2 separate regions of the Aedes aegypti genome follow, and region 1 is linked to region 2. The links are chromatin contacts, called in public Hi-C maps. All regions are on one chromosome and are shown on one strand. The core of a region is the stretch at or near the end of the contact, and the rest is flanking DNA. Distances in the headings are between cores, read along the strand shown.

Region 1 (4,753 bases), core at 1,088-3,587, 53 kb after region 2:
AGAGCTGAGTCGAGCGAATTTTTTGGTCGACAGTGACTCCAGACGAGTTATTTTGATCGACTCGACTAATAAAATAGACCCCATAGAGAAATCTGCTGTTCGTTGGATATTATTACATTTTCTATTAGACATTATTGACCAGTGTATCATTTAATTTTCGATTGTATAAATTTAAGGAAAAATATTTGAAAGAATTATAGATACCAGAAACAAAAAAAAGATAAACCATTGTATGTTTTTTTTATTGCATATTGCCGGCTTTTGAATGCACCATTGCACCCAAACCTGCCAAAAAATGATCTAAGTAACACGAGTTGGGCAAAATTTTCAGTGCAGTCATGATACGATATTGGTCAAAGCTTCAGCGAAGTATAGCGTTGAAAATAAATTTTATATTCAAAATAAATCGGCCCCAAGGGGGTGAAAGTCAAAAAAGTTTGGGAAACATTGGTTATTTTGTATCCGTACTATTGTGGAGGACCTATGCACGGTGTTGAAATATAAATCGTATTTTAATGTCCATAACCTAAATAGACTTCTTATTTTGCAATACGAAGTCTATCCTTTATCTAGAGCATTAGTGAAGTAAAAAAGTAAATTTTGATATCAAACTGCTCACGGGGATGAACCAGCCTTCGGCTGAATTTCTCCATAATAAAGAGTCAGTCAAACTGCTCATCTCGTATCCTAATTTTTTAAAACTCATTTTTGCCATGATATTTTTTTAATATATTTGTAAACAAGAGAGAATGAATAGTAAAGATAAATCGTTCGTTTGAATGAATAAAAGTATGAATGTCACAAAATATTATTGCGATATATTATTTTTCTCCACAATATAAAAACTTTCTTCAAAATTCAATTTCCATCATGAACTTTTATATCTGCTGCATGTATTTTTGTATTGTATGTATTTTATTTATTCACAAACAATTTTGAACAATATCTTGAAACGTCATGAGACCCTCCTCGAATTTGTTTTTCAACAGTACCTCACCAGATCAATAGTTTTTTTTTCTTATCGAAGCACAGCAGTTTAACCAATAGAACAACAACTCAGAATCCCCGTAATATCAACTCGGCACGACACAGAGACGAGAGGAAAACCAGATTCCAAGACGGAAGGAACCTTGAAACGACACACTCAACGGCGTCGATGTTGCAATCCGCGTGAGCTAACACGAGTAACTGGGATTGCGCCAATCTACCCACTGCCACCAGCACCGTCTCAAAAGTCTAGACTGAAATCCTCCTTACCCTTCCCCTCAGCTGGTGACGAAGCTGTAAAAAATGATTCAATTAGCACTTAGCTGCAGAAACAAATGAAAACCGAATTTAGTATTATATTATTTATTTCCACTAGAGATCATATCATTTCACAGATACATGTATTTCGACCTCAACTGTAACGCCATCGTCAGTGTCAAGTACACAAACTCTAGTGAAAATAAATGGTATAGTGGTAAAGTACTAAGTTCGGCAAGAACCTTGTAAACCCAAGCTTATTCAACCATAGATACCAAATCACTCAAAGATTCTACATTTTTCTTTTATGTACTGAAACAACTAATAAACTAATAACTGTTGGTTTACGGTGGTCTTATTAGGGCATTTTCCCCTACCAGTATGATTGTAGGGCTTCCTGGTCATTTTGTTTTAAGATCTTGCTATACCAGGTTTTGCATAAATAGCAACAATAGTAAAACTTGAAAATATGAGCATGATCCATTGCAAAGTTTTCTTATTTTTGTAATTACGTCTCTTCTAGGATAGAGCCAGCTCCTAATCATGCTGTAAGATCAGTTCCACGGTTATTAGTCGAGAGCGTTCTTTGTCATTTTTTTTTCCTTTTTGGCATTCATCAGATACGAAGACCGTGGACCAATCTGAATTCGAACCCTTGGCACCTTTAGCATGGCCTTGTAGCTGCGGATGTTACTATGAGACTAATGAAGGTCCTCAAGGCGACGTATTCTAGATATTTAGTGGTTTAATGAAAACAACAAAAACGTGAAGGAATTTAAATTCAAAACAACTCTCACGCGATCCTGTGCCTTTAGTAAACACATTAAGCTTTAAAGCAGCGTCAGCATTGCAGTAATCGGATAAACAAAAACAGTTTAATTTTATTCCATATATCTTCACGGTAGTCACAGGAAGAGGAAAAATGCATTCATACGAGATTACGTCTACCGTCAACAACACTAGTATATAAATATATGAGTTATACATATAGTCCTATATTCATATATTTCAAGTCAGGAGATGTCGTAGTTGAGAATTGGTACGTAAGTGAGACGTGCCCCCGTAACGTGATTCGCTGAGAGGAGAGGCAGTAACTCTATACTAGTTAGCCTTTTGCCTGATTACCCAGCGCGTTGCTTACCTCAACTAATGCCTGAGTGAATGTGAGTTTGAGGTTTGGAAAACAACACTTAGCATTCGACGAGTGACTTTTAATTGGCTGTCGTAAACAATCTACACTGCCGTCAATAAATAGCGTCGCGTCATCACTAGCTGGCAGCGCCACACGGTTGATCGTTCGATATAGATAATCGTAGAATATTAATCCATTGAGTCACTTGAATTTGTTTACCTTGAATATGATTAGTTTTATATTCTTCTCGTTCGAAAGGTGGCGTTTAGTTTCTGATATCGTCGTACAAGGAATAACCATAGAACAGTTCAATTATTTAATCATTTCTTTAAATGCAATAGTTATGCCATTCAGATTTGAGCAAATCTTAGAAACTAAAAAGTAGTTTAATCTGAAATAATATCATAATATCATAATATCATAATATCATAATATCATAATATCATAATATCATAATATCATAATATCATAATATCATAATATCATAATATCATAATATCATAATATCATAATATCATAATATCATAATATCATAATTTCATAATATTATAATCATAATATCATATCAGTCCCCAGCTGACTGACTCAAGCTTGCCTTAAATTTAAACACTACTGCTTCGTTTCAAACAATAGAGGTAACAAACTATGGACCGATGCACGAATTCACTAATTTGACGTTTGAGCTGTGCCGAATTCACTGGTTTCCATGGTCACATAAATGACACGGCACCACTAAAACGTCAAATAGGGTAAGGGATCTAATTTTCGACCCTGTGCTAAATTTCGAACCATTGATAAAACAAACGTGATTTAAAATACTATTTGAAATTTTGAAACCTTCAAAAATCACTGGAATGTGTCATTGCTGTTATACTTGTAATGATCTAATGAAAATTACATTTTTATAGCGTAATTTTGGTAATTTTGATCTTAAATTCAGTCTGATTTTTAGGTGTCTGAATCAGTCCTGTTTTCTTCCAATGATGAAAAATCATCACATATGTAAAAGACACAAATCAGTATAAAAACTGAACAAAGAAATACCTATTTAATGAAAATTGATAAAAATAGATTAGATTCAAGCATATTGTACTGATTTATATTCATTCATAAGCAAAAATACATTTAATTATACGTTTAAAATTGTTCGAAAATTGAAACACCATGTTTCAAATTTCGACCGGACGAAAAAGCATGCCATGATTTCAGCAAACGATGTGTTTCAGTTTTCGACCCACCATCAGAAGTAAACATTCAACGGTTTTCATCAAAAATGGTGAGAATCATACTGATCTTGCTTTAATTTCATCAAAATTATATGTATTGACATATTCCAGCGTCCAGAAAAGTACCGACAAGTCTACGGAGAAACCGACATCCAGTAAGCGGTTTCAAAGGTAGTCAATAAAGAACTCTCGCTGTATGCTGCTGTGAAGCAGTATGGAATTCCAAAATCGACGATATACAGTATTGGACAAAACATTTGCAACTTTTTCGATTTTCCATACAAAATGACAAACTTTGGTAAGTTATATCTCAGTTATTTATGGACCGATTTGAATGAAATTTTCACAGAACATCAGACATAACTTGAATTTTAACATATATTTTTGAATATTTTTTTCAATCACGAGTTTATAAGTTATAACGGTTTTTTAAAGTGTAATTTTCGACGAAAAATTTAAAACTATTTATCTCAAAATCTGATGGCCCTACACAAAAACTGTCTTCAGAATACTTGTTCATCTCGTTCAAATCTTCAACTTTGCTGAAGATACCATGAAGCTATTCCTTAAATATTTTTAGTTATGCAATTTATTAAAAATCTACAAAAAAAATCACTTTATTCAAACCGTTACTGCTTTTGAACTTGTGATAGGAAAAATCACTCAAAAATATATGTTAAAATTCAAGTTATGTCTGATATTCTGCCAAAATTTCAATCGAATCGGTTCATAAATAACTGAGATATAACTTACCAAAGTTGGTCATTTTGTATGGAAAATCGAAAAAGTTGCAAATGTTTTGTCCAATACTGTATTCGAGATTGGTGAAGAAATCGCAGTCCGTCTTTCGTACTGGACCGGCCACAATACTGACAATGGAAGAGGAGACAGAACTCGAAGAGTGGAAATTCGACAGTCAGCGACGGGGATGGCCAATGGCACGTGAATCAGTTTCGGAGTCTGAAAGGGTTTCTTGACGCTGCTGAAAGGCCTAACAATTTTAAAAACAATCGGCCAGGTAAGACCATTGTAAATTGTTTCAGTTTCATAATGATTTTAATATTTATTCTATGTATACAGGCCGCACATGGATGCGTTTATTTTTGAAAAGGCACCCCAACATCACAATTCGAACTCCTGAGTTCATCAC
Region 2 (4,631 bases), core at 1,392-3,891:
TTGTTTATGCCTATATGTACATTAGGATGTTTCAAATAACAACAAGTTTAAAGATCTCACCTCTCATATCTTCCTTGCAATCTTAATGAGAAACATATTGGCATGTCAAAATTTCAGCCACTTTTCTAAAAATTCAGCAACGGTTTAACTCTCGGTGATGCTAAAATGCATCACAAAACCTTAAAACTCCGAGTTTAATAAATAATGTTTCTGATAGTAAAAACTCATTTTGAAATTATTTTGTTTGCTTTTTTTGTAAAAGTTCACAGAGTTACATCCCATATTAAAACAAACTAAAAGGTATCACACAAAATTATGGAAAACTCTTCTCCTATCTGTCGGATCGTTTTACTTTCTACAGCAACTTTCTTCTCTATGAATTGAAGAACAAATTTAGACTTAGAGATGAAAAGATTGTACTTATATGAAAATACTACCGTGTTTAGAACATTTCTATAAATTTCCCCACAGGGTCAAGTCTCCATAGCTCGATGTTAAAGGGACCATTGAGTTAGGGAGGTATCGATTAATGAAACACAAAACAACTGCTAATGCAATCCAAGGGACCATCGAAGTACCGTTTTGATTCATATTACGGACACTTAAGGCCTCAGTGAAATATAACTCAGCATAGAGCATACAAAATAAATCATTCTGTGTGATTCCTTAGCGTTATTAAGCGTCGAAAGCCCTTAACTTTCGAATGGTGGGTAAAGAATACGCTTCCGCAACTTGAATAATTTTAAATAAATCAAAATGTGTGGCCTTTTAATGATTCTTATTCCGGACGCTTCCTTACTTTTGCCTCATATTCCGGACACTTTGATTCGAATTCCGGGCAGCTCATGATAATCATGAATGGAACAGTCAAATCATCAATTGAAATCGTCGAATCACTAAAGAGACATCTAAGGTAGTTGGACATTATAAATTTTCAAAGATATTTATGGAAAAAGTTTACTAAAACGAGCCTCGAAATTGAGAACTTTTGAGCGGCAAAAATTGAAACATTTCGTGTGAAATGTTTCCCATACAAAGTAGATTGTCCGGAATTTGAAGCTGTCCGTAATATGAATCAAAACGGTAGCTATGAAAACCAACTTTTACTATGTTTCTCTAACTCGAATCGAGAAACAAAATATCGAGTAAGGGAGAGTTAACTGTAACTGTAAATGGACCTACAATTTTGGTTGTGGGTTGTACGAAAAATATGAAAAATAAGGGTTTCTAACTTTTTTGTTAATTGAACTGCCCTAATGGGCATAGCAAACAAGTTGGAGCTGGCCCTATTTCTCGATCCTAGATTCGAGGTGACAAACAGAACAGGTATAACGAGTTCTCCAGAGGCGCGCGCTCGTGTACGTAGGCAGGTACCTCTACATGTGTCACGAACGACTATGAGACGCGCGGTGGCGGTGCTCGATGATGAATATTTAGTAGTCACTCTCTTCTCGTCGATGATCGTTGATCGTATTTCTGAGCCCGAACAAAGAAGCCATTTGACTAAGAGTGTCCTCTTTCTGGTTCGATCTTAGCTAGCTGTGCTCTGCACTCTGGGCGAGAAAGGTCTTTGTCCAGAGCCAGTATGCGCTTGCTGCGATGCGAACGAAGATTATTGAATTGCAGATTAATATTTCCGCTTCATCAGGTCGTCGGGAGGAGAATCGCTGTCGGCGTTGAAAGCCGTGTTTTCAAAATTCTAGTGTGCCATCACAGACAAAGCTGCCGCGAAAGCGCGATTGCGTCAGCTAAATATAGCACTCGCTAGCTGGTAGTGTGATGCTCCTCCGATGCTTAGCACGTGTTTTTCGGGACTAAAACTTTAAATCTTTCAAAAATACGCGACGCTATATATAATTAATTCGCGTCAACATTTGCATTAATTTGAAAACTTTCACGGCTAGGCCTACCAAGCGATCACATTTGCAAAATTACGCATTAACATTTGAGATACGCTCGAAGGACGAATGGGCGTATCTTCTTCATTTGCCAATATTCGCACAGCTATCATGAGCTCTGCCACACACTACCCAACACGCTAGTACGCAGCAGGCCTTGAATGCGATAAGCCGGAAAACGCGTACCTTCATAGTAGGCATATATTTCTTCTTCCTTCCTTGAGCGGTAGTTACTTACCTCCTGGAGTTGTGGAATACAGAGTTCCACCGGGTGTCGACGAGTAGAGATCCGGCAGTTCGGAGGCGTCATGGATGAGAACTCTCTTGGATGGAATAGCCTGCGTTTGGCTGCAGGCTTGGCGTGCGATTGGCGATGCTGACATGATGTTGTGGTTGTTTTGCTTTAAGCTTATCAGGTACTTTGCTAAACTTTGTACTAAGTATGATAATTCTTTTCTACACCTTGCAATACGCACTCTTAACACACTCTTCAATCAGAACCTGCACACACTGACTGCTCGCTGCAGAACAACTCTTCAATTGGCACTTGGCAGTATTCTCTCTGAACTGTAACGAGGGGCAGTTTCGAACCAATATCAGCTTCCTGTTGCAGAAGGGGGAAAGCACTGGTGGAAGTGGAGAACGTGTAGTAATGTTCCCTAATGGGCTTCCTTTCTTTCTTTCCGTGAAGAACGTAAGCTGTCGCAACGGTTTGAAATGCTGGCACTGACTAAAGATTCGGCGTGGTTCGCGCCGCAATTTAAAGCAGCACGAAAACAACAACATCCACATCGCGAGAGGAGAACTGCGCCTTCGTCGTGGTTCGTGGGGCGCAGGGCAGGGTAGTATCCAGGAGGTGGAACAAGGGCGGGGTGGCGGCGGAGGCGAAGTGACCGGCTGATTGGGATTGCGTCGCAGAATCCCGCCCGGGTGTATGCACCCAAACTCTGGCTTGATAATTGGGTTCTTATCTTCATACCTTGCATAGCTTACTCAAGCCAACTCAAAGAAAAAGTTAAGCTGTTCGGTGAGATAAACAAACAGCCCCTTAAGGACTCTTGGTTGTGAGATAACATATTAGTATGCCCTTCAAGAGGTGCAACTTCGCTCAACCGGTTCTTCAGCATTCGAAGGCACGCCTCTTTGGCGCCTATTCATTAATCATTCCTGTGACATAAATAGCCCTTTATCATGGCAAATTTTAACTGTTCCATACTACATTCAACTCTCCACAACTGGATATTGAAGGGACCATCGAGTTATCAGGGCAGAAGGGAGGTATCGAGTTATTGAACACAAAACCAGTGTAAATGCGATCCAAGGGACCATCGAGGTTGCCATGAAAACCAACTTTTACAGTCACCCTACGGTTATGGATAGCACACAGATATGAATCAGAGTTGGATTAAATAAAGAATATCTCATGAAATAGAGTTGCAATTACAAAGAACACATTTTACCTACGCGAACCATAAATCTTTACAACATCAAAATCAATTATAATATATTTGAACATATTTTTTCCGCCCGTTGGAAAAAAAATGTCAATCACATTCCTAGAAGTGTTGATTCATAACTGTGTGGGGCATTGAAAATCGTACAACAGTTATGAATTAAAAAAAAAAAAAATACGATCCCGAATAAAAAAAGCCAAAGCGTACGTTTATTTTCACTAACACGTCTTTCATTTATATGCTAAAACTAATGGGTGGTCCTTTCAGTTTTCTCAAATTGGTGGACCCCTCGTACGCCAGCTATATTTGTACGCGTATCTGTCAAAGGATACAAACTTCTGTGGAATTAAATGGTACAGTACTTAGTTCGGTTTTCATTTATTTAAGCTCAAAGCTTAAATTCAATAAGACACAAAAACTCTATTTTCAATATTTTTTTTTATTTTATCATAAAATATCGATAGGAAACATATATTCGGAACGATGTTTGATGATGGAGAATTTTTAAATAAAAATGTTTTTTTAAAGAACAACTTTAGATTATTTTTTTAAATATAGGGGAACTTACGTTTTCTCGACAGTCTAAGCCGATTCCGCGTTTCTTTTACAATGTTTTAGGATATCAGCAGACACATTACGTGTTTGTCTGTTTACATTTATTCGCTGCTCAATCCTCTATCGATTCACACCAACAGACTCGTTAAAAGCTTTCTGGAAACGTTTCTATAAAGGCTTCGAACATCTCTTGTTAGTGTGACTATTGTTGGCAGCTTCATTTTCTTCGGCAGCTTTCCCATAAAAGCTGCTGGTGAATTTCTTCGGCAGCTCCAAATCAGTCGCGTTTTGAGGCCTGTTCATTTGAAGACATCTCTGGCAAAATTGTTTATTCAATCTCAGGATTGTCGTCAGCGGGAGTCTGACAGAACAGATAATCTGCTGAATGTTTTCATTGGTGTGCTTTTATAGAAATGTACTGTGCATTTGGCGTTTGAAATTTGGTTGCCGATAATAGTCGAATAGCGCTAAAGCTGTAAATCACCCTAAATAATTTTTGATGATAGATTAGGAGTCTTGAAATTATACTCAACCATAATGATTATAATGATCACCTCTCTAGAAGTAACCATTTTCGAGTCATTTCAAGTTTAATGCAAAAATCTATGAAGTGAACAATAAAATATGCTGCTTTCACTGATTAATCACGATTTGTCATCAAGAACAATAGGTATTTATTTCCCACTACTAACTTATTAATGTAGTAAGAGGATCCCAATTAACT

Evidence for each region. Hi-C and Micro-C count contacts between places; a contact is called where the count stands out from the background.
Region 1: a contact with region 2 is called in a Hi-C map of whole pupa, with 2.2 times the contacts expected there. The contact joins the enhancer-like site here to the promoter of LOC5572651 in region 2. A contact is called at or near these places in 2 of 2 Hi-C or Micro-C datasets (whole body and whole pupa).

The regions. Positions count from the first base shown.
Region 1 is chr2:275,257,249-275,262,001 of AaegL5.0, forward strand. No RefSeq gene overlaps it. Among protein-coding and RNA genes, the nearest start is that of LOC5572652, 14 kb to the right of the region's middle. Within about 2 kb of position 2,338, at least 3 of the 3 cell types and tissues checked have open chromatin away from gene starts, as enhancers often do.
Region 2 is chr2:275,204,119-275,208,749 of AaegL5.0, forward strand. LOC5572651 (eukaryotic translation initiation factor 4E-binding protein 1) reads right to left here and starts at 2,642. Exons shown (of 2, transcript XM_001654101.2): 1 at 2,137-2,642. The coding sequence starts at 2,281.